4 separate regions of the Mus musculus genome follow, and regions 1, 3 and 4 are each linked to region 2. The links are chromatin contacts, called in public Hi-C and HiChIP or PLAC-seq maps. All regions are on one chromosome and are shown on one strand. The core of a region is the stretch at or near the end of the contact, and the rest is flanking DNA. Distances in the headings are between cores, read along the strand shown.

What was found. Hi-C and Micro-C count contacts between places; a contact is called where the count stands out from the background. HiChIP or PLAC-seq counts read pairs in DNA pulled down with a chosen protein or histone mark.
Region 1: a contact with region 2 is called in an H3K4me3 HiChIP or PLAC-seq map of embryonic stem cells, with 17 read pairs. The contact joins the enhancer-like site here to the promoter of Cyp51 in region 2. A contact is called at or near these places in 21 of 39 promoter capture datasets (the 3T3-L1 cell line, 3T3-L1-derived adipocytes, the C10 cell line and 15 more), 4 of 484 Hi-C or Micro-C datasets (centroblasts, erythroblasts, regulatory T cells and 1 more), 10 of 115 datasets of contacts at active chromatin or transcription factors (acute myeloid leukemia, bone marrow-derived macrophages, double positive thymocytes and 4 more) and 3 of 9 other capture datasets (adipose tissue, liver and pancreatic islet).
Region 3: a contact with region 2 is called in a Hi-C map of myocytes, with 2.2 times the contacts expected there. The contact joins the enhancer-like site here to the promoter of Cyp51 in region 2. A contact is called at or near these places in 3 of 484 Hi-C or Micro-C datasets (cortical neurons, myocytes and nephron progenitors) and 1 of 115 datasets of contacts at active chromatin or transcription factors (embryonic stem cells).
Region 4: an H3K27ac HiChIP or PLAC-seq map of embryonic stem cells shows a contact between it and region 2, with 3 times the contacts expected there. The contact joins the enhancer-like site here to the promoter of Cyp51 in region 2. A contact is called at or near these places in 18 of 39 promoter capture datasets (the 3T3-L1 cell line, 3T3-L1-derived adipocytes, the C10 cell line and 11 more), 1 of 15 datasets of contacts at CTCF or cohesin (large pre-B cells), 9 of 484 Hi-C or Micro-C datasets (Th1 cells, embryonic stem cells, liver and 3 more), 16 of 115 datasets of contacts at active chromatin or transcription factors (the 230-238 cell line, CD8 T cells, the NIH/3T3 cell line and 5 more) and 4 of 9 other capture datasets (adipose tissue, embryonic stem cells, liver and 1 more).

Annotation. Positions count from the first base shown.
Region 1 is chr5:3,939,970-3,946,744 of GRCm38.p6, reverse strand. All of the region lies in intron 1 of Akap9 (A kinase (PRKA) anchor protein (yotiao) 9), which reads right to left. It overlaps Gm51438 (a long non-coding RNA gene), which reads right to left. Exons shown (of 2, transcript XR_003955841.1): 2 at 1-6,775. Among named protein-coding and RNA genes, the nearest start is that of Gm51438, 15 kb to the right of the region's middle. Within about 2 kb of position 3,069, at least 6 of the 459 cell types and tissues checked have an H3K27ac peak or open chromatin away from gene starts, as enhancers often do. A contact at or near this core is called in embryonic stem cells, where this site is marked.
Region 2 is chr5:4,101,773-4,108,159 of GRCm38.p6, reverse strand. It overlaps Cyp51 (cytochrome P450, family 51), which reads left to right and starts at 3,463. Exons shown (of 10, transcript NM_020010.2): 1 at 3,463-4,026; 2 at 5,134-5,232. The coding sequence starts at 3,853.
Region 3 is chr5:4,241,634-4,248,576 of GRCm38.p6, reverse strand. No RefSeq gene overlaps it. Among named protein-coding and RNA genes, the nearest start is that of Gm40261, 28 kb to the left of the region's middle. Within about 2 kb of position 1,981, at least 37 of the 459 cell types and tissues checked have an H3K27ac peak or open chromatin away from gene starts, as enhancers often do. A contact at or near this core is called in myocytes, where this site is marked.
Region 4 is chr5:3,870,020-3,876,307 of GRCm38.p6, reverse strand. It overlaps a transcript of Mterf1a not described here and the pseudogene Rps4x-ps. Among named protein-coding and RNA genes, the nearest start is that of Mterf1a, 21 kb to the left of the region's middle. Within about 2 kb of position 3,772, at least 21 of the 459 cell types and tissues checked have an H3K27ac peak or open chromatin away from gene starts, as enhancers often do. A contact at or near this core is called in the NIH/3T3 cell line and embryonic stem cells, where this site is marked.

The DNA of each region.
Region 1 (6,775 bases), core at 1,820-4,319, 160 kb after region 2:
CAGCCATTCTGATTCACGCCTGTCTGGAGAGCAGGTGCAGGGTCAGCTGCCTCTTTGTACATTATGAAGCTGCTGAAATACATTTAAAGTACTTTGTAGGATAGATCTATTCTTAAAAATAAACTGACTGGATTATTATTAAAATGCCACCCATATATAGAATCCGAATGCCAGGCTCATCATTTAGAAAGAAAGGATCCCTCAAGGAGGGTGCAATGCCAAAAATATTGAGAATGGAATTCCTAAGAGCACACCTCAGAAGCTGCTATAATATCTTTTTGTTTCAAACGTTAATTCTTTTTTTTTTTTTTTGAAGAACTATTCAGAGAATCAACCAATCGAGGAGCTGGTTCTTTGAGAAAATCAACAAGATAGACAAACCCTTAGCCAGACTCACTAGAGGGCACAGGGAAAGCATTCTAATTAACAAAATCAGAAATGAAAAGGGAGACATAACAACAGATCCTGAAGAAATCCAAAACACCATCAGATCCTTCTACAAAAGGCTATACTCAACAAAATTGGAGAACCTGGATGAAATGGAGAAGTTTCTAGACAGATACCAGGTACCAAAGTTGAATCAAGATCAGGTTAATGATCTAAACAGCCCGATATCCCCCAAAGAAATAGAAGCAGTCATTAATAGTCTCCCAACCAAAAAAAGCCCAGGACCAGATGGGTTTAGTGCAGAGTTCTATCAGACCTTCAAAGAAGATCTAATCCCAGTTCTTCACAAACTAGTCCACAAAATAGAAACAGAAGGTACTCTACCCAACTCATTCTATGAAGCCACAATTACTCTGATACCTAAACCACAAAAAGACCCCACAAAGATAGAGAACTTCAGACCAATATCCCTTATGAATATTGATGCAAAAATCCTCAATAAAGTTCTTGCTAACCGAATCCAAGAACACATCAAAACAATCATCCATCCTGACCAAGTAGGTTTCATCCCAGGGATGCAGGGATGGTTCAATATACGGAAATCCATCAACGTAATCCAGTATATAAACAAACTCAAAGACAAAAACCACATGATCATCTCGTTAGATGCTGAGAAAGCATTTGACAAAATCCAACACCCATTCATGATAAAAGTCTTGGAAAGATCAGGAATTCAAGGCCCATACCTAAACATGATAAAAGCAATCTACAGCAAACCAGTAGCCAGCATCAAAGTAAATGGTGAGAAGCTGGAAGCAATCCCACTAAAATAAGGGACTAGACAAGGCTGTCCACTCTCTCCCTACCTATTCAACATTGTACTTGAAGTCCTAGCCAGAGCAATTCCACAACAAAAGGAGATCAAGGGGATACAAATTGGAAAGGAAGAAGTCAAAATATCACTTTTTGCAGATGATATGATAGTATATATACGTGACCCTAAAAATTCCACCAGAGAACTCCTAAGCCTGATAAACAGCTTCAGTGAAGTAGCTGGATATAAAATTAACTCAAACAAGTCAATGGCCTTTCTCTACACAAAGGACAAACAGGCTGAGAAAGAAATTAGGGAAACACCACCCTTCTCAATAGCCACAAATAATATAAAATACCTAGGTGTGACTCTAAGGAAGTGAAAGATCTGTATGACGTTAATTCTTTAGTGCATACAAATCACTTATATCTAGTTTTTACTCAGATGTGTAAATACACAGAGAACTGAAAGACTAAACACCAAATTATAGAAAGGTTGACTGAAAAGCAGAGACAACATCATGCACTACTAAACCCAATGGAGAAAACACACATGGACATGCACAAAGAGAACAATTCTACAACTGTATTTGAATGGGCTGTTTCTAAAAAGGCATAAAATTACAGAGACATTGTTCTTGGTCTGTTTTACTTGATTCTGTGGGGTCATAATTTCTCCTGGTTACCTACGTAGAAGACTCCTGAGAGCTAGGGCTTTTGTTGCAGTTCAACACCTAGAACACTGCGCACTAAGTATATGTTGAATAAGAGGGAAGACGTCACTTAGGGAAGACACTGTAAAGCAATAATTTTAACCTCTTGATGGCGTAAATGACACAACACAAAGCACATCCAACTCTACAGGGTTCAGAACTGGAATTAAATATTCTAAGTACTCATTAAGCTAATGAAAAACATAAAACTACCTTTAAACTATAATCTCTTAAGGAAACAATTCAAATTCTGAGAAAAAAATAATATATGCAACAGTTTTCCAGCAAGAATTGTGTTTATTAAAAAAATTATAGACCTCGAAAGAGCAATTCTCAACTTCATAGGAAAAAACAAAAAAACCCAGGATAGCCAAAACAATCCTGAATAATAATAGAACTTCAAGAGGTATCACCATCCTTGACTTCAAGTTGTACTACAGAGTAATAGTAATTAAAAACTGCATGATATTGATATAGAAACAGACAGGTCAAGAAATAGAATCAAAGCCCCAGAAATAAACCCACACACCTATGGTCACTTGATTTTGGATAAAGAAGCCAAAACCATTCAATGGAAAAAGAAAGCATCTTCTACAAAGGGTGGTGTACTAACCAGTCCAACTGGATGTCTACAAGTAGAAGAATACAAACAAATCTATATTCATCACCCTGCAAAAAACTCAAGTCCCAATAGATCAAAAACCTCAACATAAAACCAGATACACTGAATCTCATAGAAGAGAAAGCACAAAGTAGCCATGAATGCATTGGCACAGGAGACAATTTCCTGAACAGAACACACATGACTCAGACTTTTAAGATCAACAATTGATAAATGGGACATCTCATAAAAATGCAAAGCTTCTGTAAGACAAAGGACACTGTCAATAGGACAATACAACAGCCAAGGGATCTTCACCAACTCTACATCTGGCAGAGGGCTAATAGCTAAAATTTATAAAGAACTCAAGAAGTTAAACACCAACAACCCAAATAACCCAATTTAAAAATGGGGTCCAGAGCTACAGAGAATCTCAAATGGCCAAGAAGCTATTAAAGAACATTCAAAGTCTTTAGTCATCAGAGAAATATAAATCAAAACAACTGTGAGGTTCCACATTACACCTATCAGAATGGCTAAGATCAAAGCCTCAGGAATAGCACATGCTGAGGAGGATGTGGAGCAAGGGGAAGACTCTTCCACTGCTGCTGGGAGTGCAAACTTGTACAACTACTTTGGAAATCAATTTGGTGGTTTCTCAGAAAACTGGGAATAGTTTTACCTCAAGACCCAGCCATGCCACTCCTGGGCATATAACCCAAAAGATGCTTCAACATCTCACAAAGACACTTGCTTAACTATGTTCATAGCAGCCTGTAGCCTCCCTCAGCCCTGAAGTAGGCTGATCCAGACTTTGACCTTGCTGCCCCTGAGAAGGAAATTACCCTAACGAGGAGCCTTCTGGCCTAGATGGCTCTTTTGTTCTGCCACCTGCTCTCTCCAAGACACTGCTACCTGCTGAGAGGCCCCTGAGACATTCCGGAGGAACATCCTATTCTGCACATCACCTACAGGCTGGCTCCAGACACCAAGAGTGGACTGGCGGGGGATGGGCCTTCCCCTTTATAAGTAGACTCCCGGAGTAAACTGGAGGGCCTTGAACAGAATCATGTCTTGGCTCCATTAACCTCTCGCCATCTAAGTCTCTTTCAGCCCCAGCCTGCCTCCCTGGTGTACCCGGTCCTTGTAAACCACAGGCCAGCATACAACAGCAGCCTTATTCATAATAGTTAGAAACTGGAAACAACCTAGATGTCCCTCAGCTGAAGAATGAATACAGAAAATGTGGTACATCTACACAATAGAATACTATTCAGCTATTAAAAACAAAGATATCATGAATTCTGCAGGCAAATGGGGGGAACTTGAGATTATCATCCTGAGTGAGATGAACGTGCATGGTATGTACTCACTCATAAGTGGATATCAGCCATAAAGTACTAGTGCCATGTTACACTCCACAGACCCAAGGAAGCTAAACAAGAAGGAAGGCCCAAGTGAGGAAGCCTGAGTCTCACTAAAAGGGGAAATAGTCATAAGAGGCAGATGAAGAGAGAGAACTGGGTGGGAGAGGGGATGGAGAGAGGAAGGGGGAGTTCAGGGTCAGGCGTGGGGAGGGTCAGAAGAGGTAGCCATATAGCGATGAGAATGAATGAAAATTTTACAATTGACAGGGGTGAGGAGGTGGGGAACATCTCCAAAATGAGACAGAGACCTGGGATAAAGTAAGGCACCCAAGAACCAGTAGAGGTGACCTTAGCTGTGACTTACAGCATTGAGGATATGGAACCTCCTGAGGCCATCTCCTGTAGTAAGGCAGAAACCCCAATGGAGCAAGAGAGACACCAATATACCCACAAAACTTTTGACCTTAAATTTATCCTGTCTACAAGAAATGCAGAAACGGGGGATGAAGCAGAGACTGGGAGAATAGCCAACCAATGACCAACCCAACTTGAGAGCCATTCCATAGGCAAACACCAATCTCTGACACTATTAATAATACTCTGTTATGCTTGCAGACAGGAGTCTAGCATGGCTGTCCTCTGAGAGGCTCCACCCAGCAGCTGATTCAGGACAGATGCAGATAGCCACAGCCAAACGGGAGATGGAGCTTGGGGACTCTTATGGGAGAATAGGAGGAAGGATTGCTGTGCCCTGAAGGAGATAGGAACTCAGGAAGACCAACAGAGTCAACTAACCGGGACCCCTTTGGCTATCCGAGTCTGAACCACCAACCAAAGAGCACATAAAGGCAGGACCTGGGCCTCCCAAACATAAATAGCAGATGTGCAGCTTGGTTTTCTAGTGGGTCCCAAATACCTGGAGTGGGAGATATCCCAAAGCTGTTGCATGTATGTGGGATATGTTCTTCTAGCTGGGCTGCCTCGTCTGCCTCAGTCGGGGAGCATGCGCCTAGGCTGGCAGAGACTTGACTTGCAGGGTGAGGGTACACCTGGGGGGTCCCCACCTACTCAGAGAAGGGGGTGGAGATGGGAGGAAGGATGGTAGGAGAGGAGGACTGAGAGGGATTTAAAGTAAGTAAGTAAAAATCAATCAATTAAAAAACAAAAGAAACAAGATCATCTTACATATTCAATTTTTTGGCTACTTAAGTTATTTTATTTTAAACCTGAAAATGGTTAAGTTGATAAAAAAAATAAAAAAATAAAAAAACACCTACTCAATTGGGTAACCACCTGACACTGAAGTGATACACTTTAACTTACTGAGAAAACATTTATTCTAAAACATGCTGGAAATTCAGACACCAGCCATCTGTGTTTTCCATTTGGAAGCCAATTATAAAAATGTTAACATATGTAGTCACAGAAATAGTTGCAAGATTTTCTGGGAAGATAATGTGTCCATATACATCTGTCTTCCAAACCTGGTTCAGATTCCAAGCAAATGTCTTACTCTAACCAGAACAAGAAAAAAAGACCAAACAGTCACGTATTCCTAAACTCAAGACTTACAGTAACATAATTAGTCGTTACCAGTAAAAAAGAATTTTCAGAACATCCTATTACATATAAAATATGTTATGTTTTTTAAAAGAATGCTTATAATCTACTTAGTTGTCTGTGTCCACTGAGGGTTTACCAAACTCGGCTAGAGACTAGTCAAAATATGTGACCCTAACAGTAGGACCTTTTAATCTAAGCCAGACTGCTACTTCATCAAACTTTCGTAATTAAATGAGATAGACGGCTTAAGCATTAGAGTCCTGTACAGATGGAAGTGGTGTAGGAACCTCTCTTACCCTCATTTCCTCAAAGGCTTTTTAGAAGAGAGAAGGCTGCCCAGTGTTACACACATGCAGGACAGAACTTGGCAGTTCTTAGGTAGTTAATACATAGTTCATTTATTCAATAGGAGTGTGTTGTCAATCATGTAGCCACTCTAATGCTAAGCCAGAGAACACACTGTGATGCATAGAACACACTTGGGGGGAAAAAAAAAAACCCTACTCTGATGAACTGTAATGCAGTAGGAAAAATAAATTAAACACACAAATATATCATTTCAAGCAATAAAGCATGGTTTTAGATTTTTTTAAATGTATGTTTTGAAAGAGCCTGAGACAGAAACGTTTGATTTGAATGAAGATGTAAGGAGAGGTCAGCCAACACCAAGAAAAGGATATGGAAGCCAGTGTACAAGGATGAGTATTAATTACCTGCCTGAGAGCACATCAGCAGTACAGCTTGGGTTTCTACTATCCTCCAACAGACTCATGCTTGGAATACCTGGTTCCAGCTGGTACTGCTACTGTGAGAGGGTATGGAACCCTAAGGAGGTGTAGCCTAGTTGGGAAAAGTAGGTCAGCAGCCAGACATCATGACCCTTGAACCCAGCACTCACGAGGCAGAGGCAGGCAGATCTCTTTTCTGCTTGAGAACAACTTTTTCCACATATAAGGCATTCCAGGCCAGTCAGGCTACGTAGTAAGAACATGAGAGGGGGGTGGCGGTAAGGGGGAAGAGGATGAGAATATGAGAATGTGAATGTGTGTTTTTCTCAACATATAAATTGTTGTAGGTAGCCTTCTCTCTGAGAACTAGCTTTTATGGTACCAGAAAGTACCATGCCAGCTTCCAAAGGAGGGAAGCTACCAACAATACTACCCAGCTACAGCTCCTATGTACCACAGCAATTGGCCTGCATGGCATGATAACCCTAAGGGTGCTGTAGTGGCAAGCACACCTTGGTGGTAACCAACAGCTCTCTAATTTGACTTAAAGCTCACTACACAAGAGAGAACTCATGACTGGTATTGGAAAGGTAGCCACCTACC
Region 2 (6,387 bases), core at 2,214-4,713:
AAAAATCCTCAGAAAATAATTTCAAGTTGAGAAACTGTAAAATATGTTCATTTGAAAGTGATAAGGCAAAACTATTCTCTGGTAAAGACTAATAATAAGACATAATAATTTTTTTTTTTTTTTTTGGTTTTTAGAGACAGGGTTTCTCTGTATAGCCCAGGCTGTCCTGGAACTCACTTTTTAGACCAGGCTGGCCTCGAACTCAGAAATCTGCCTGCCTCTGCTTCCTGAGTGCTGACATAATAATATTAAAAAAAAAAAAAAAGCCTGATGTCTTAGGAGGCACAATGAAGCCCCAAATAGATGGAGCAAAACCTGGCATTCTGGTCAGTAGCTGAGTGAGTTTGGACTGGATTTCTACGTACTCTAAACACCATGGTACAGACGACAGAAGAATTTAGTAAGAATGGTCATATTGCTGTACACTGCCTCAGATGAACTTCAAAAAGAACAGGTCTACATAAAACTAATGTACAAAAAATAAACAAAAGAAAACTGAAAATATTCCTCGAAGAGAGACATGCACAAAAGACCAAAATTATTCATCGAAGACAGACAACTTCAAACTCATAGTCATGAAAGTTGGCCAGCTCTATGGATTGCATTATCTCACTGCTAATAGTCCTTCTTTCTAATACAGTCTGACATGTCAGATTATCTCTTTGAGACAGAATCTCACTTTCTCATACAGGTTGGTCTAGACTCCCTTTGTAGACTAGACTGGCCTCAACCTCCTGGTAATCTTCCTGTTGCAGTATCCTTATTATTAAGGTGATGTAACCTCCAACAAGCCTGAAACAGGCTGAGCCAGACCTCGACTTTGTTGCCACTAAGGAGATTACCTAGGGTGGAGCCTGCCTCCCTAGATCACTCTATTGTTCAGCCACTGTCCCTGCTGCTACCTGCTGGGAATCGGCCAAGCTATTCCGGAGACTACATCCTACCCTTCACGTGGTCATCTGCAGCTGGGCTCCAAGGATGAATTGGCGGGAATGGGCCTCCCCTCTCCTTTATAAAGTGTGTCCGCCATTAAACATTTGAACCTTGAACAGACTAGCATGTCTTGGTTCCATTATTTCTCTACCCGCCTAGGTTCCCTCTTTTCTTCCAGCTCCAGGTTGCCTCCCAGGCTCGAACCCAGACATGAGAGCTACAGGCCAGCCCCAACAAGGTGATAGTTATGAAATATTACAGCCAGCAAGTTTTTAAACTTTTTTTGATGATTACCATTATTTCTGACAACTTGCCATGATTTCTTTACATTATATCCAGTGTGTCAAGACTTTTAGACTTGTATAAAGACTTGTTTTACACATTTTTATTTTCTAACATTGAGTCTACAAAAATGCATTACAAGTAACTTTTGTTTGTAAACATTGTGTACTGAAACTTTGTCAGTACATACAAAAATACTCTTTGGGATCTTGGCTCTTTGGACCACATGGTAATCTGTAACTCATAACAATTTTGTTTAGTCTCATTAACTTGGGTTGTCATGGTATTTCAGGTTGTAGTTATAAAGCCAGCTACAGATAATTACCAATCGTGGTGATATACATTCATAGATTCATTTTGACAGGGTATTTGACATAGATCATTACTATGTAGACTTGGCTGTCCTTGAACTCACTATGTAGACCAGGGTGGCCTCAAACTCGCTGACATCCACATGCCTTTGCCTCCCAGTGTTTGGTATTATAAACTATAGTTCACTTTTTGACTAATCATTGTTTAGAGCAACTGTCATAATTATGCCTGAAAGTTTGTGATTGAAAAAATGTAATTACTATTTTATTGTATAAGATGGTATATGAAATATTGCCATACTTATACATGATACTCAAATTAATCTTCCTTAACTGTTAAGTTTTAGAATTTGGGCTGGCTGTGATGGCATATATCTTGGATCCCACCTATCAATCCAGCTACAGAGGCTTGTGGACCTCTGTGAGAATGAGGTCAGCCTAGTATACATAGAGGTCCAGGCCTGCCAGAACTGTAACTCAAAAACAGATCAACAGCATCATTTTTTTTTAATAACACTGTACCTTTGATCTTTATTTAAGGGTTTTGATCTTTTAGGATTTCCATATTTGAGATTCCTAGTGTGCAATGTTAAGGCCCACTTGCCCACTGACAGATAACATCCTGGTATTCTGGAGTCTGTTGTTCATGTACTTTCACTTCCGTAGACAAGGTTGGTTGCACCAGCTGCACAGGAGGTGCTTGATGATACACAGGCAGGAGATGCATTGACTGGAAGGATGCTTGTCCCCAGTGGACTAAGGCTGGAAGCACCATAGCTTTGTGGGCTTGGCCTCTACAGGCACCTGTCTAATGTAGCTTGAGGCCATTCTTTGGGAATCATGGGTATGGACCTGGCCAGTGTCCATCTTCCTGGCCAGTATTAAATAAAGCTTTCTTTAATTGGATAATTGTGGAACTGGTCTTTCCCCTAGCAATTTTCAAGTTCAACAATGGCCTGAAGTCACTCCAGTAAGTCAAGACGTAGCACACAAGACAGGCTTAGAAATGAGTGAGCAAAATTCCTGTTGTAGATACTACTGCCAGAAATAAAGAGGCTCTTACCTACAGCAGTGACAATAAAAATGGAGTGTTACAAGATTTTGTGACTGATCTGAGGCAGGAGGATATTGGTATACAGCAGTGTCCATCCTATATAGACTTCCTACTAGGCACTTCCTACATAGGCAGGTGGCAGTCACCCTAGGGAAGAGGTAATGAGTGGGCTTCACTGACTGACTACGATAAAATGTGAGCTCTCTAGGTGGAATTATCTAGACGGTGGCTGGACCATCTTACTCATTCCTGGAGGTGCTTGCAGTTTTGCCAATCACTGCACAATCATCTCCAAACTTAGCAAAAAATCTAGCTCTTAACCCTGGTTAAATAAATAAATGTACCTGCCAAAGATCTGGAAGGAGGGTTAATTTGGAAACATGTCATCAGAGGTGCTTTATTTGTAGTGAGATCAGGGTAACTCCTGCTTCAGATCCAGCTATCAGAACAGGAGTTTGGGGACATCTGCCTCAGTTTACTTTATGGCCTGTATTTATTTTAAAAGACTTGTCTTGGTACAGCAGCACACCAAACAACTATCACTTGCTAGCAATGTGGCCCTACACGAACAACCTGTCAAGCAGATTGTACGGGTGATCCGATGGTCTCACCCTCCAGGTTGCATCTGCAGGAGTGTTTTTTTTTTTTTTCCAAGATTCGTGGTGCAGGGCTCACGAAGGGCTGGTCTCACAAAGCCCAGAGGTGACATCTCCGCGAATAGCCGCAGAGGCGGGCGCCCCACGGAGGGGGCGGTGCCCGGGCCGCCAGCTCTGCTGACGCCACATAGGCCGAGATCACCTCAGCAGCGCGTGGTGCAATCACAGAGCGCCTTCGCCTCTGCCGCTGTCCGCCACCAATCTGGTCCTGAGATCCCTCCGCCAGGCTCGTCCGTGCCCGCTGCCGGGGCCGTGCTCGTTAAGCACGCGGGACCTCGTGGTCTGCGGTTCTCGGGGCGCGATCATTTGTGCAGCCATCACTTTCTTCACCGAGTCCAAGTGCCACGGTAGAGCCTGCTTCCTCAGGTCCCCTCGGTGGCGCAAGAATCCCCGCACCTAGACGGAGGCGTGGCCACCAGAAGCCCCGCCCCGTCTGTGACGTCCTGGTGGCGCGCGAGCTGTCTGTGGGCGTGTGAAGGGCCCGGGCCAGACTAAGCCATCAGGCCGGGGCCGCCTCCCGACTTCTATCTGCCGGCTTCTCCTGCTCCATCTTTTCCGAGAAGCGGTGTGCGACCTCGGCCCCCAGCCTACCGGGCGGATCGAAGCGACGGTCGGGATGGTACTTCTGGGCTTGCTGCAGTCAGGCGGCTGGGTGCTCGGACAGGCGATGGAGCAGGTGACAGGAGGCAACTTGCTTTCCACGCTGCTCATCGCCTGCGCCTTCACTCTCAGCCTCGTCTACCTGTTCCGTCTCGCCGTGGGCCACATGGTCCAGCTGCCCGCTGGAGCGGTACGTGCACCTCGGGGTCCTCAGTCTGTGCCCCGGCTAAGCGGGCGGGCTCGGGGGGCGCTAGCGGTGGCGGGCGCGCGGGAGGCTGGGGTGGCGGCTGCAGACGCCCGTGCCTGATCTTTGCTGTTGTGGTGGTCTTTCTGGTCTCCTTGCTGGAACCTGAACTCGGGGGCTGTGCTGGCCGTCGCCGTTTCTGCTGTGATAGCGGCTTTGAACTTCTGGCTAGGATCCTACTTTGCAGCGTTTGTAGTCAGTGATGGATGTGCAGACTGGAGGCCTTGCTGGATGGATTTGGCTGGTCTGATTGCCTTGGCCATCCATGACTCTTAAGTGCAGAGCACTGTACTGACTTTACTGTTGGTTGTCAGAGGTGTTTGGGCTCTTTGTGAGGGCCTTGATGGCAAGTTAAGGGTAGCTGCATCCCCGGTGGCCATCACTCTTGATACTGCCCTGTGTGTTTAGTATACTGTGGGCTATTGGGCATAACGATGATTAATAGCAGTGTCAGGGAAATTGCAGACAGTTCATAAGTGACTTGAGAGTGTGGGAAGCGCTTTCCTGTGATGCTGTTAAAATACTGTTTCTCTAGTTTAGCGCTACACCAAACCACTAATTTCAAGCCTTCCAAATATAGTTCATGAATACCCTTGTAATCAACATTTGGTAGCTTTGAAAACCATCCCTTCGAAACTGACAATGGGATGTAAAAACTTAACCCAGCGTTAAGTTCCAACCAAGTTGCTTTAAAACTAATCTCTGAACCCAAGGGATCGATAGGCAGTTACTATTTCTTACTTTCATTAGATACATTTCAAAAGCTCACTATCATCATCATCATTTCTGAGATATTTATTATATCCCAGGGTGGCTGTAGAACTTGTTATGTAGCCAAGGCTCACCTTGGCATATCTTCCAGCCTTCACCCCTTGAGTGTGCAGTGCCTTCCTGTGTAGTCATTTCTGTTTTGAGTTCTTTTGAGGCTAAACCTTGTCTAACTATACTGTGTGTGTGTGTGTGGTTTTTTTAAACATTATTCTTAAGCAGGCTATCATATGAAACTTTCCTATTAATAAAATGAAAACTAAAATTTTCATTTTCTTTTTGCAGAAAAGTCCACCACATATTTACTCTCCAATTCCATTCCTTGGCCATGCAATAGCATTTGGGAAAAGTCCAATTGAGTTTCTGGAAAATGCATATGAGAAGGTAAGTCTTCGGAACAGACAGAGGCAGAGACTCTAGTGTAGAGAAGTGCTTTTCTTTAAATAGAAAGACATTTGTAAAAAGATTGTGCCCTCCCTGCTTATTGGCAGTATTGAAAACATAAAAGGAAAAGGCCTTGTTGGCTCTTAGCTTCCCAGAGTGTCTGTCCTGGGATATAGTCTCTGAGATGTGAGGAAACCTGTAGTTCTAACAATTACGTTTTTAAAAATAGTCTTACATTTTATTTTCGTGGATTATAGTCAGAGTTGACAGCTAGTTTCTTACTGATATATCTTTGGAATGTTGTGTCTTGTACCCCTGGTTCTGTCCATCCTGTGGGATCTCAGCCTCCACTTGGACGGTGTGGGTACTCAAGTCTTTGCTTCTTCCCTGTGAAAACAGTCCTTTGGCATCAGATCAGCCGTTTGTTCCAAAGACTGGCTCTGGGGTTCTTGTTAATTATTTCACTTCCCAATATTATTTAACTGAACTCTCTTTTGTTTTAATATCGTTTAAAATATTCTTTGAGAGTTTTATAAATGTATACAATGTATTTCAATCGTAGTCACATCCCACTTCCCTCTTCCAGTTCCTCCTTGTTCTCCCATGTCTCCCTCTCAACTTTATACCGTTTTCTACAAAACAACACACTGAGTCCAGTTAGTGTCCTCTACATATGAATGGAGTAGGGCCTCCATTAGAGCATGGTCAACCTACTTAGGGTCACATCCTTAAGAAACTGACTCCCCATCCTTTAGCAGCCACGGACTATCATCAGCTCCACAGCTACAGGGTGTTGGGTCTTCTGTGCACCTCCTGCATCCTAAGTCTATTCTTGACACTGAAGGAAAAAAAAAGATACAGTTTTAAAATTGTATAAAAGTCTTTGTGTCTCTATTAGTATGTGCACCTAAATGCAGTTGCTTGCCAAGGCCAGAAGAGGGCACTGTATCCCCTAGAGATAAAGCTATAATCAGATGTGAGCTGACCAGTATGGGTTCTGGGAACCAAACTCAGATCCTCTGCAAGAAAAGAGCCATACACCAGTTGTTATACCACACTCCTTCTGATATACTTGTGCAAATACTTAATGGTAGTGATTCTTTGATGTTATTTGGTTCGTGGATTCTGCTGATCAAATTCAGGTCACCAGACTTG
Region 3 (6,943 bases), core at 732-3,231, 140 kb before region 2:
AGGAGGTGAGGACTGGGGATCCCTGGGGCTTGGCAGCCATTATATCATAATCTGTGAGTTTCAGGTGTAGTAAGAGACTATCTCAAAGAATTAAGCTGAGGATACTTGAGGAAGACTTTCCTATCCTCCACAAACATTCTCACACACAAACAGATACATATATACAAAAGACAAAAACTATGTGTTGGTCACCTACTATGTGGAAAGACTGCACTAGGTGCTGGGAATGCCCTGGCAACCATAATAAACTGATCTCTGAAAGTCTAGAGTTCAGTTGGGAGGATAGACAATGAAGTGCAAAATAGAATTTCAAGTTAAAATGAATGTCCTGAAGGAAATTCAAAGATTTTTAAATATAAAATAATGGAGATGGAGAGTATTTAGATAGGATCACAAGAAAGATTACTTTAGTAAAACATCAAGGTGTCCCAGCATCTTAGATGATACAAATAGAAATTATCGTAGCCTAATTAGAATCATTTAAGATATTTGAAGAATGAGAAGGAGTCTCCCATTGAAAAGCAGTAAAAACTGTTCCAGGCAAAACACCAGCATCAGTGAAAACACAGGACACAAGACCACTTAACTGGTTCACAGCGTTGAAAGGCCATCGAGGCAAAGAGGAATCAAAGCTGATTCACAAATCGCTGTCATTTCAGCTGGCTTGTCAGCTGAGTTAAAGGGACATCTTTCATGATTTAAAAAAAAAAAAAAGGCTGGAAGTGAATCAACTTTAATGGACAATCTAGAGCTTTGTTTCAAGGAGAAATGCAGACTACACTGAGATCTCTTACCACTTAAAAAAAAGAAGCCCCTAAAAATAGTTTTACTTTTTTTTTTCAGAGATCACAATCTCTGAATTTTTATAATTAAGTTTCCATCATCAAGGTAATAGGCTCTTGTGAGCACTATAGCATATTTTCAAGGGCAGCTAGTTTGTGACATTTCTTGTGATGGTGTGAGAAATTCCCTTTGGAGTAATTGATCAAGAGGATCCAAGACTCCCAAGACAACATATGCTACTGCCACTACCTCCAGTTGCTCCGGAACTTGACGGTTAAATCCTATTGATAAAAACAGCACACACCTCAGACATTAGATTCCAGGGAATATAGTACAGAGCTGGAAGCTTCCTGCTTGAGGAAGGAGTCTCCCAATGAAAAGCAGTAAAAGCTGTTCCAGGCAAAACACAAGCATCTGTGACAACTCAGAATTCAAGTTCCTCCCTGAGCGCTAGCTTTCATGGTATCTGAAGTGCTATGCAAGCTGCTGCCAACAGAGAAAAATCAATCAACAGACTTACCCAGCTATAAAGCCTACGATGGCCAGTCCAGCAAGATACCCTCAACACCGCAATAGTGGCACTCTTATCTTGGGAGTCACCATCAGCCCGCTAAACTACTAATGGCTTACTCAATAGATAAATGATTCATTCCCAGGACTAAATGTCCAATAATAGATAATGGCTGATAGATATAGATGTATTATATATACATATTTCACGTTTTATATACCACATAGAGATGAGATGTATTTGATGTGTGTGTGTGTGTGTGTGTGTGTGTGTGTGTGTGTGTATACAAATATATAGATGGAATATTACCCACCCTTAAAAAGAAAGGTATCTTACCATCTGCCACAAAGTGGATGGACATTAATAACTTTTTGCTGTAAGAAACAAACCTAGACACTAGAAGAAAACTACTGCACGATTGCACTTATCTCTGAAAGATTTAACAAAGACTGAGATATGCATAAATAGAGACTAACATAGTGGTTATAATAAAACCATAGGTTGGGGAGGCATGAAATAGAGAGAGGCAGGTCAATGGATTAAAGTAGCAGTTGCAGACTGCACAAGTCTAGAACCCTAAACTATAACATGAGAACCAGAAGAATGCCAAATGTGTAGAGCATTATTAATAGCTGGTGTACCTGGCAACCACACCCTTCCTTCCTCTGGCATGACTCTGCTATCACTCATGTAGACATCTGCTCCATTTAGAAGGATTTGCCCAAGGGATTGATTACACTCATTCTGACATTACAAAGAGCCTATCTGGGGAAAAAAAAAGGTAAAAGGTATGCTAAGAAACAATAAAAATAGACCCTAACCACAGTTTGAGTATCAGAGTCTAGGGCAGCTTTCCCTTGCCTGCCCCACATCTGGTCTGTGGCAAATATTCCCAGTATTCTTGCTCAGGAAGTACTGGAAAGGGAGAGCAAGCAACATGGCCACCTCTACATTCCTGTGGTCAGAGTTGCTAGCAGACTGCTGTTACCACTTAGGGTTTCCATGTGATCATCGGATACCAGCCAGCCGTTTCCCTAACCACAGAGGACACATATCAAGTTCCTTGTGCCATCTGCTAAATCTCCTTTCTCTTGATTTGAGAAGAAAGAAATACTTGCCTAACCACCCCTAGAGAGAGAAGATAAGACTTTGCAAAGCCCTCTCCCAAAGAAATCCCTGCAAATGCTGAAGCCATCACCACTCTACCCTTTGATGGCCTTTGGGTGGGGTGAGGGGGTCTCAGAATGTAGCCGTCCTTGCCTACTCCTTGGGAGTATTCACATAGAAACTTACCTACCTGCTCCCTCAGAGCACAGAAGCAGTCATATTTCTGTCTTGGCAGAAGTTTCAATTCTGATATTCTGTTGTGTGTGCGTGAACTTCACCATCTCATATTTTGTGAATTAAAAAAAAAAGATTGGAAACTTTCACTGTATTCAACATTTTGTCAGAATTCAAAATGAAAGAAATGATTCTGGGGTAATCAAAGGTAAGAAGAACCAAGCCCAAAGTTTTATTATATGATGAATGAACTTTGAAGGGTTTAGAGAAAAGATGATTAAGGTATATAAAATTAAGGATTAAAAAATTATAGTCTCTTAAAAGTAAATACCAAGCTGTATTCTTCACATTGAAGATCAATTACACCCCAGGAGATGAACCTAAATCTTGGCAGAAGGAATAGTTAGATATTTTAAAGGATAATGGGAAATGATGATGGGGTTTTTTGGAGAGGGGTTGCTCTTCTTGTTTTTTTTTTTTTTTTTTGATGTCTTTTTAAATAGAAAAACCTGCGGGTTTTTTTTTTTCCCAGATAATTTAGCCAAAGTCTTTCTCTACAATAAGCATGTAACTTCTTTTACAGTTTGTGAACTCTCTGAACCGTCATTGAGTCTATCATTTCTTGGTCTTTTGGTGGCGCCTTTCCCCTGATCTCCTTTCTTTACCCCCATGCAATCTGTTTCTCACTGTCTTGTTGCAGTAACAGAGTGTCTTCAGAAGGCAGTGTTACCAACAGTAGTTTCTACTTTCTGTTTACAACAAGAAGTAGAGACACACTTTGGACCCATAACTGAAATACAGCACGGTGCCTAGGTTTGTGGTTTTGAGAGACCTTGAAATGCTTCCTCCCCTGTGCCACCCACAGAATTTCCCAAGTTTGATTTTAATATCCTCTAGAATTCTGTAGTTAAAGAGAACAGCTTCAAAGGTTTTGAGAGTCTGCTGGCTTCTGGAAGGTTTTTATTGGCTGTGAGTTTTGATTGAAATTATCTATTTGCTATTCAGTTTAATATGTTAAGAGAGATTTCTAAATGGACTGCCTCAGGTTTTGTGGTGCTGACTAGAATAATAATGTAAAAACCGCATGGCTATGTAGGAGACAAAAGATAAGGTCAGAGGAAAACAGCTTGATAATTGCATCAAAAAATTAAGAAGTATATTAATGATTTTGTCAAGAATCTTCCTCCTCCTTTAGCTCTGGCATCTGTTATCTTTGCGCATGTGTTTTCTAAGTTTGGCTAATGAATTCTGACATGTGTATACATAAAATATACATACATTCCACATACATATTCATCTCTGTCACATGAGGCATAGCTTCATATTTCAATGAAAGAAAAATACTTTTGGAAAAGAAAATCAATATTTGCATATAGATAAATACGTTTCCATAAAATTCCCAGCTTACTATTTGTCTCAGCATCCTGAGTCCTTTTAGTAAGGAGATGCTCAGAACCACAGACCATTTTGTCTTCGTCTCAGGAACGGTGTGTGGTTTATTGTACAAGTAGAATGTGAAACATTGAATATCCTCAGTGCAAAAGCCTTTGCATGTAGGAGCCTCAGCATGCATCACTGTCTTGGCAGACCCAAGCAAATCACACAGGAGAAGACATTTAAGCTAACGGTGATAAGACATTGACTGAGCAGATAGATGTGATTCAATCTGATATTTCTGCAAGAGCTAATTCAAAGGACCAAGGCATCATTCCAGCAGACCAAGTTAAAAAGAGGCTTATCTTATCTTTCTTCAGTGAGGTTGCCTTATATAGCCATAGGCTTGTGAGTCGGCTGGTCTGGCTAATGATGACCCTGGGGAAGTAACACCTATGACCTACATTTCTCCATCCTATTTGCAAAACAGTCAAATTAGTTCTAAAAATTGTCTGAGAAGAAAACTACTTTCCCGGGACAGGTGATGTTCAACCCTCAGGTCGGCAACACCCTTCAGGAAAGTGATAATCATTCATTGTCTACAAACCAAAACTGTACTGGAGATCAGCAATGGTGGCATGGGATTCCTTACAGCCTGAAGAAATGAACGGGAAAAAGTACAGCTCTTTCCAACAGTTAGGACTCAGAGGTCCCAAGCTGCCTTTCTGGACCTTGGTTGCCTCTTTTGTAAAAGTAGCAGTTTGGTCCCCCTTCCTGACTGTCCACTGGTGCTTAGATTAAGAGATACATGGGAAGTGCTTGAGAGAGGATTATAGAGGCAAGAGGCAAGTAGGATAGGAAGAGGGGAAACCCTCCATGCTCGCAGGCAGCACCATCCAATGTCTAGGAGGTACATACAGAAAAAGAACAGGAGAGAAATGGAGCAGAGAGAAAGCCTATGCTGGTGAGGTTCCTCCTTGTTCTTGTCACCATGATGTTCTACCTGACCTGCAATGGAGTCGAGTGGCCATGAGCTGATACCCCAGAAATTGTGAGCCAAAGTCTACCTTTCCTCCCCTAAGCTGTTGCTTCTCAGATGTTCTTCACATGACCAGAAGAGACTGCTATGGTTTGCATCTGAAATGTTTTCCATGGGTTCATGTTCTGATCATTTGGCCCCGGCTGGTAGTGCTATTTGGAGAAGTTCTCTAACTTTGGGAAGACAGGGCTCAGGAGAAGCAAGGTGGTCATTAGGTATAGAGGGAATACTTGGGGTATGCTATCCTTGGACAATGGCTGACTGCTTCTCTGCACTTTGATCTACCGTTATGTGAAGGGCCTCAACCCTATGCTCTGACCACTATAAACTGAGGTGGTCTGCCACACCTTCCCTGTCTTGATAGATGAAAAACATGAACCAAAATTAATTTTCTCCCCTTAAGTCATGACTTTGAGAAAATGTCACAGTAGTGCAAAAGTAGAGCAACTCCTGCTCCCAGCAGGATTCTCTCTCCAACCAACCAATCTCTGATCCAGTGCAAACCAAACAACCTCTGATCCAGTGCATATCCATCCTTTGATCCCTCCACTCCACTTTCCTTCCCTAATGCTGGCCACCAGGCTCTCCATCTAGGAGGATCTCTGGCTGTGTAACTTAACTGCCTTCACTGCTTCAACTGCACCTTGAATTGGAAACTAAACATCCAAGCTGTTAAATACTAAACTCATCAAAATGTATCTCACATTCAAAAGTATAGCAGAAAGGTTTGTTTATTCTGCTGACTTTCCAACCTTTTCATTTCTTCCTCCAACCCTCTTTTTACTAAACTTGTTTCATTTAACCTGTCATTGAGACTGAACAGCCACAAAATCCCTTATTTAACACCTGAGAGCAGATTTGTTCTGCCTGTACTCATTTGAGCTGTTTTTCTTGGAAGGTGACTACATCTGAGGTTTCTACTAATGAATTTTCCTCATTATTCTCTATTTTGTCATAACTTGGAACAGTTTATGGTTTTTTCAATTATTTCCTCTCTTGAATTCTGTGGCACTACTACTATCCCTTCATGACTGCCCTTTTATTTTCTTCACTGATTCAATTACTATCTCTTACTTTCATTAAGATTTCACTATATAACAATTCCTCTAAAAACTAATCTGCTTCTCTGTCTTCTATGTTGAAAACACGTGACCTTCTTTCTAGTTGTTGTGATGTGAATGAGAATGGCTTCCATATGTTGCATGCTTGATCCAAAGTTCATGGAGGTGATTGGGAAGGACTAGGAGGTATGGCCTTGGAAGACATATGTCATTAAGGATAGGTTTAGAGGTTTCAAAAGTTTACACCATTATCTATCTATCTATCTATCTATCTATCTATCTATCTATCTATCCATCCATCCATCTATCCATCCATCTATTTATCCTTCTGTCTCTCTGTTTCTGTCTCTGTCTCTATCTGTCTCTGTCTCTGTGTGTGTGTGTGCACACACGCGCGCATGTGCGAGAGCCCGCTCGTGCATGTGTGCGTGTGTGCATTCACACACAGGTGCCCACAGAGGACAGTAGAGGATGTCAGATCCCCTGGAGCTGGAGTTACAGGCAGTTATGAGCTGCCTGATGTGGACAAGAGCAACCAAATTCAGATTCACTGGAAGGGCAGCAAATGCTCTCCACCAATTAGCTATCTCTCCAGGATTTCCCTATTGTCTTTTTATGTGATCAATAGAAACAGTCACTATAGACTCTAGCTAGTAAAGAGGAGCATATAGTCTTTTTACACAATCCTAGGAACTAGCAACACAAAGATAAAACATACTCCTTAAACGGTTACCACAGGACATTGTCTATGACATGAGTTTTGTTGTTGTTGTATTCCTCCATGTTCTCTCCAAGTTAGACTCAAATGCTTTCCCTGGAACTATCATCTGAGGTAGTTCTGAGATAGATATAACTGAGAAAAGCCACATACTCACAATCTCAACTATTATGTCA
Region 4 (6,288 bases), core at 2,523-5,022, 230 kb after region 2:
ATGCAGCAGAAAGATGGACCCTGTTTATGCATCATTCTGTTAGCCTGTATCTTTTTTTTTTTTTTGTAGTTTCACCATGCTGTTTAATCTAGCATGTATGTTGCCTAGAAAGGCTTGTACAAACACTTTTCCAGCATGTCTCCTAGAGACCATTTCACCCACTGCTCTGTTTGGCCGCTAGCCTCTTGTCTCTCTCTTCAGCAAAGGTGAGGCGGATTCCTTTTCCTCGGGGAAGAGAGATCCATGGTTTGTTACCCTTGCCAATAACAAAAATGTTGGACAGCCGAGTGGCAAAGCTGTTGCCACTGGCATCTTTCACATGAACCACATCAAAAGAGCCGGGATGTCTCTCTCTGTTGGTGATTACAACAATTCTTCCCAAGTTAGCACCTCCAGTCACCATACACAGGTTCCCAGTGTCGAACTTGATGAAGTCAGTTATTTTGCCTGTCTCCAAATCAATCTGAATGGTGTCATTCACCTTGATGAGGGAATCAGGGTACCGAATAGTACGAGCATCATGGGTCACCAGGTGCGGGATTCCTTTTGTGCCCACAAAGATCTTTCTCACTTTGCACAACTTGTACTTGGCCTCCTCCGGTGTAATACGATGAACAGCAAAGCGACCCTTGGTGTCTTAGATCAGACGGAAGTTCTCTCTGTTCTTGTCAATGCTGATGACATCCATAAACCCAGCAGGGTAGGCTATATCGGTCCTGACTTTCCCATCAATCTTAATGAATCGCTGCATGCAAATCTCTTTTACTTCATCTCCAGTCAGGGCATACTTAAGTCTGTTCCTTAGGAAAATGATGAGAGGCAGGCATTCCCTCAGCTTGTGAGGACCAGTGGATGGATGAGGAGCAAACATGCCAGTCAACTTATCCAGCATCCAATGTTTTGGAGCAGCTACGCGCTTCAGGTGTTTCTTGGGACCACGAGCCCTGGCTGCGCTGGGTACAGAAAGAGCAGCCTGTATCTTTTTATTGGGGAATTGAGTCCATTGATTTTGAGAGATATTAATGACCAATGATTATTAATTCCTGTTATTTCAATGTTGGTGGTTGTCTTAGTTAAGGTTTCCATTGCTGTGAAATGACCCCATGTTGCCAAGGGACAATATTTGATTGGGGTTAGCTTACAGTTTAAGAGGTTCAGTCATTGACATCATGGCAGGAAGCATAGCAGTATCTAGGCAGGCACAGTGCTGTAGAAGGAGCTGAGAAGTCTGTATCTTGACAGAGTGCAACCAGGAGAAAAACTGGCTCTTCCACACTGGGTGGAGCTTCAAAGCCCCCCCCCCCAGACATGCTTCCTCCAACGAGGCCACACCTCCTAACAGGACCACTCCCTATGGGCCAAGCATACTCAAACCATGACAGGACAATGGTGGTGGTTCTCTCTCTCTGTCTCTCTCTTTCTCTCTGTCTCTCTCTGTCTCTCTCTGTCTCTCTCTCTCTCTCTCTCTCTCTCTCTCTCTCTCTGTGTGTGTGTGTGTGTGTGTTTGTGTTTCTCTTCTTTTGGTTTTGCTGTGAGATGACTAATTTCTTGGATGTAGTTACATTTCTTATGTTGGAAGTTTTCTTTCTAGTATCCTCTTTAGGGCTGTATTAGTGGGAAAAGGTTTAAATTTGGTTTTGTCATGGAATATCTTGGTTTATCCATCTATGGTGATTGAACATTTTGCTGGATATAGTAGTCTGGGCTGGCATTTGCAGTCTCTTAAGGTCTACAAGACATCTGCCCAGGACCTTCTGGCTTTTAGAGTTTCTGCTTGAGAAGTCAAGTATTATTCTGATATGTCTACCTTTATGTTACTTGGCCTTTTTTCTTTTCAGTTTTAACCTTCATACTTTGTTCTGTGGATTTAATGTGTTGATTATTATGTGGCAGGAAGATTTTCTTTTCTGGTCCAGTTTATTTGGGTTTCTCTAAGCTTCTTGTGTGTTTATAGCCATCTCTTTCTTTAGAGTAGGGAAGTTTTCTTCTATGATTTTGTTGAAGGTATTTTCTGGGATTTTGAACTGGGAATCCTCTCTCTTCTATTCCTTTTATTCTTAGGTTTGGTTGTCTTATAGTGTACCAAATTTCCTGAATGTTTTTTGTTTAAAAAAATGCTTTTTAGATTTGGCATTTTCTTTGACAGATGTATCAATTTCATCAATTGTATCTTTTACATCTGAGATTCTCTCTTCCATCTCTTGTATTCTGTTGTTGATGCTTGTGATTGTAGTTCCTATTTTCCTTCCTAGGTTTTCCATCACCAAGGTTTCCTCCACTTGTGTTTTCTTTGTTGTTTCTATTTCTATTTTCAGGTTTTGAACAGTTTTATTCATTTCCTTCACCCATTTGATTGTATTTTCCTGTATTTCTTTAAGGAATGTATTTCCCATTTAAAGGCCTATGGCCTTCCCTCTGAAGATTCTGATGCAGGATGAAAAAATGGTTGGGAGGCCATTGGGCTGAGACAGCTCCAAGCACTGTGTGCTTGTTTGTAAGCAAACTGAAATCCAGCATGAATCAAAATTCAATTCAAATGGGGGTAACTTAGTCACCAAATTTCTATGGAAGAGAACCTGCTATCACGTGCTGTCATTGTGACTTGCTGAATTAATTTCTTTCTGATGAGTCATCTCTTTGCCTGATTGCAGGAACTGCACCACATGCATCTTCCCAAGCTGAGTGAGTGGCACTGACACAAAGAAAGCCATGCTTAAGGACTTAATGCGTACTTGATTCTATACAAATGTTGCTGAAGCATATCTGTCGCTTGATAAATTAGGATTCTAATGAAAGATTTAAAAGATTTGTAAAGGTTTTTGCCTGTGCTTATTTTCAATGCAGCTTTATTTAGAAAGTCTGTAGAAATAGATCTGTGTTTTGGGCTGAATGATATCCCCATACCAAATGTGGAAGCCGTAAGTTGCTTAGCAATGTTTAATTTTGCTCTATTCACAATAGTTAGAAAATGCAAACAACTTAAATGTCCTTCAGTATCTGAATAGATAATGAAAATGTGGTGCATAGCTTGATATAGCTGCCTCCTCAGAGGCTCTGCCAGTGCCTGACAAGTACAGAAGTGGATGCTCACAGCCATCCATTGGACTGAGCACAGGGTCCCCAATGAAGGAGCTGGAGAACGTACCCAAGGAGCTGAAGGGGTTTGCAGCCCCATAGGAGGAACAACAATATGAACTGACCAGTACCTCCAGAGCTCTCTGGAACTAAACCACCAATCAAAGAAAACACATGATGGGATTGTGTCTCTAGCTGCATATGTATCAGAGGATGGCCTAGTCAGCCATCTATGGGAGGAGAGGCCCTTGGTCCTGTGAAGGTTCTATACCCCAGGATAGGTGAATCCCAGGGCCAGGAAGCAGGAGTGGGTGGGTTGGTGGGCAGGGGAAGCGGGGAAGAGGATAGGAGGTTTTCAGAGGAAACCAGAAAAGAGGATAACATTTGAAATGTAAATAAAGAAAATATCTAATAAAAAAGAAACTCTAAAAAATGAAAATAAATAAAAAATTAAAAAGAAAAACGAAATCATTGAATTTTCAGATTAATGTATGGCATAGAAAAGATTGTATTGAACTAATTGAGGCTCAGAAGGACAAACACTTCATGTTCTCAGTCATCTGTGGTTCCTGTAACCTCCTCCCAGCCTGAAGCAGGCTGAGCCTGACCTTGACCTTTCTGCCACTAAGGAGATTCCCTAGGATGGAGCTTTCCTAGATCACTCTATTGTTCAGCCAGGGCTGCTGTTCCACTTCAAGATTCTGCTCCCTGCTGAGAGGCTGCTGAGCTATTCCAGAGACTACACCCTATCCTTCGTCACCTGCAGCAGGGCTCCAAGAATGAATTGGTGGGAATGGGCCTCTCCTCCCCCCCCCCCCTTTATAATTACATTTGCCATTAAACATTTGAGCTTTGATCAGGAATCTTGACTTAGCTCCATTTTTCTCTCGACCGCCTAGTTTCCCCTCTCTATTCAGCCCCGGCTTGCCTCCCAGGTGAAACCTGGTTCATTTTAGCCGCAGGCCGGCTTCCAACAGTTCTTAGCTTCAAATTTTCAGATCTGAGAATATGAACTAGAGTGTGAAGTAGAAAGTAGAAAAAAAAATGAGGAGGGGGGATTTAATTCAGGAGGGAGGGAGGAAGTCAAAACAGACAGAGAGTGGGGGGGAACGGACAAACAAGACTGAGAATATTTGAAAAAAACTCCAAGGAATAAATGTGCGTGTGTATGTGTGTGTGTATCTTAAATAAAGTTATGTTTCTTGAGCAGACAATATTCCCCACAAGAGCCATAGGCTAACAAAGACATCAGGCATGAGAAACCTTTTTTATAGTTGGTCAGAGCAGTCCAAGAGGCTCCCAAAGCAATACATCCTATTGCAATTGCAATATTGTCTGACTCCCATTGGATGAAGGCAAGTCTCCATTTGCTGAAGACATCACACACTTCAGACACAGGACTTGGAAGATTTGAGCTGGCTCTGACCTGAAAGCCCCCTCCCTGAGGACCAGGGGTTTTATGCTCAAGGAGGAAAGCAATTGGTAGTTCTAAGCAGCTGTGATTCATGTGAGCTACACAATGACTTGCATTGCCAAGGACCAGCCTTGCTTGGAGAGAGAGATTCTGAGGAAGGGGTGTTTGGGTGCAGTCATTTCAAGAATGACTTGAAGTCAATTGTGGGTACAAACTTGTGTCCTCAAGGTAGCTCTCTTGAAGACCAAAGCCCAGTATTTTTTTTTGATTCTTTTTTTTTATTAGGTATTTTCTTTATTTACATTTCAAATGCTATCCCAAAAGTTCCCTATACCCTCCCCGCACCCTGCTCCCCTACCCACCCACTCCCACTTCTTGGTCCTGGCGTTCCCCTGTACTGGGGCATATAAAGTTTGCAATATCAATGGGCCTCTCTTTCCACTGATGGCCGACTAGGTCATCTTCTGCTACAGATGCAGCTAGAGACATGAGCTCTGGGGGGTACTGGTTAGTTCATATTGTTGTTCCACCTATAGGGTTGCAGACCCCTTCAGCTCCTTGGGTGCTTTCTCTAGCTTCTCCATTTGGGGCCCTGTGTTCCATCCTATAGATGGCTGTGAGCATCCACTTCTGTATTTGCCAGCCACTGGCATAGCCTCATATGAGACAGCTATATCAGGGTCCCTTCAGCAAAATCTTGCTGGCATATGCAATAGTGTCTAGGTTTGGTGGCTGATTATGGGATGGATCCCCGGGTGGGGTAGTCTCTGGGTAGTCCATCCTTTCGTTTTAGCTTCAAACTTTGTCTCTGTAGCTCCTTTCATGGGCCAGTATTTTATTTGCATATTGATTCAATATTGTCCACCCCAGGTTCCTGTTTGATTATCCCATAATCAGCATTTATGACCCTAGACCCTTGATTCAGAGATTTGCCTACCTTTGTGAGCACAGACAGTAAGCTAGGTGGATGGGATCTGGCTCTGAGATTACCCACACTGCCTGGGTCAAAACTAGCTCTGTCCCAGGCTGGCCTTGAATCCAGGAATCTGCCTGTCTTTGTAAACATAAACAATAAACTCAGCTGGGTAGGATCTTGCCTTGCAATCACCATTCCCTAAATCTCTTTATATCCTTCCTCGATATCTTTCTGACAAACTAGCTCATGGTGCAGCTGCTTCTGTTCATTTAGGGCAGTGGAGCCCCACATACAATTCATATGTCATCCTTATATTTTGCATAGGTGAGAAATTATATATTCTTGAAATTGTGTTTTCAGAGTTCCTTCCCAAATCCTTAAGGACTGTCCTGAAGGCCACTACATACACTATTTTTGCTGAAGAACACCAGACATACCCTTGCCCCTCTGACTCATGCTGTTTCTAGTTATCTCGGAGTCATTAACCTTGTCAGGGAAAGCGTCTCCAGAGAAAGGACTAAGATCGTGTGTTGTTTTCCTTTACACTGTGACTCAACTGAGTTCCAGAGAAAAGGCACAGTGGTGGGGCACCCCAGCCAGCCACAGGAATTTGGATGTGTGGGGCTGGCATGGCAGTGGCCCACCATGGGAACTTAGTGAGCTGGGTGGAGAGATTTTGGAGCTCTGAGACAGAGGGTCTGCCTGGCTGAGAACAGGCCGGTCAGCCTGCTGGTGCCTTGCCAATGGTAGTGTGGGTGCTTTTTAAAATATTTCATGCTATAGGAAATCATGCCTGGCTCTGAAAACCGAGGCAGATTTCTCAGGGCTAGTGAGGTCCTGGACCTTAGGAGAGAATCTACTACTGCCACTTTGCTAGACCAGC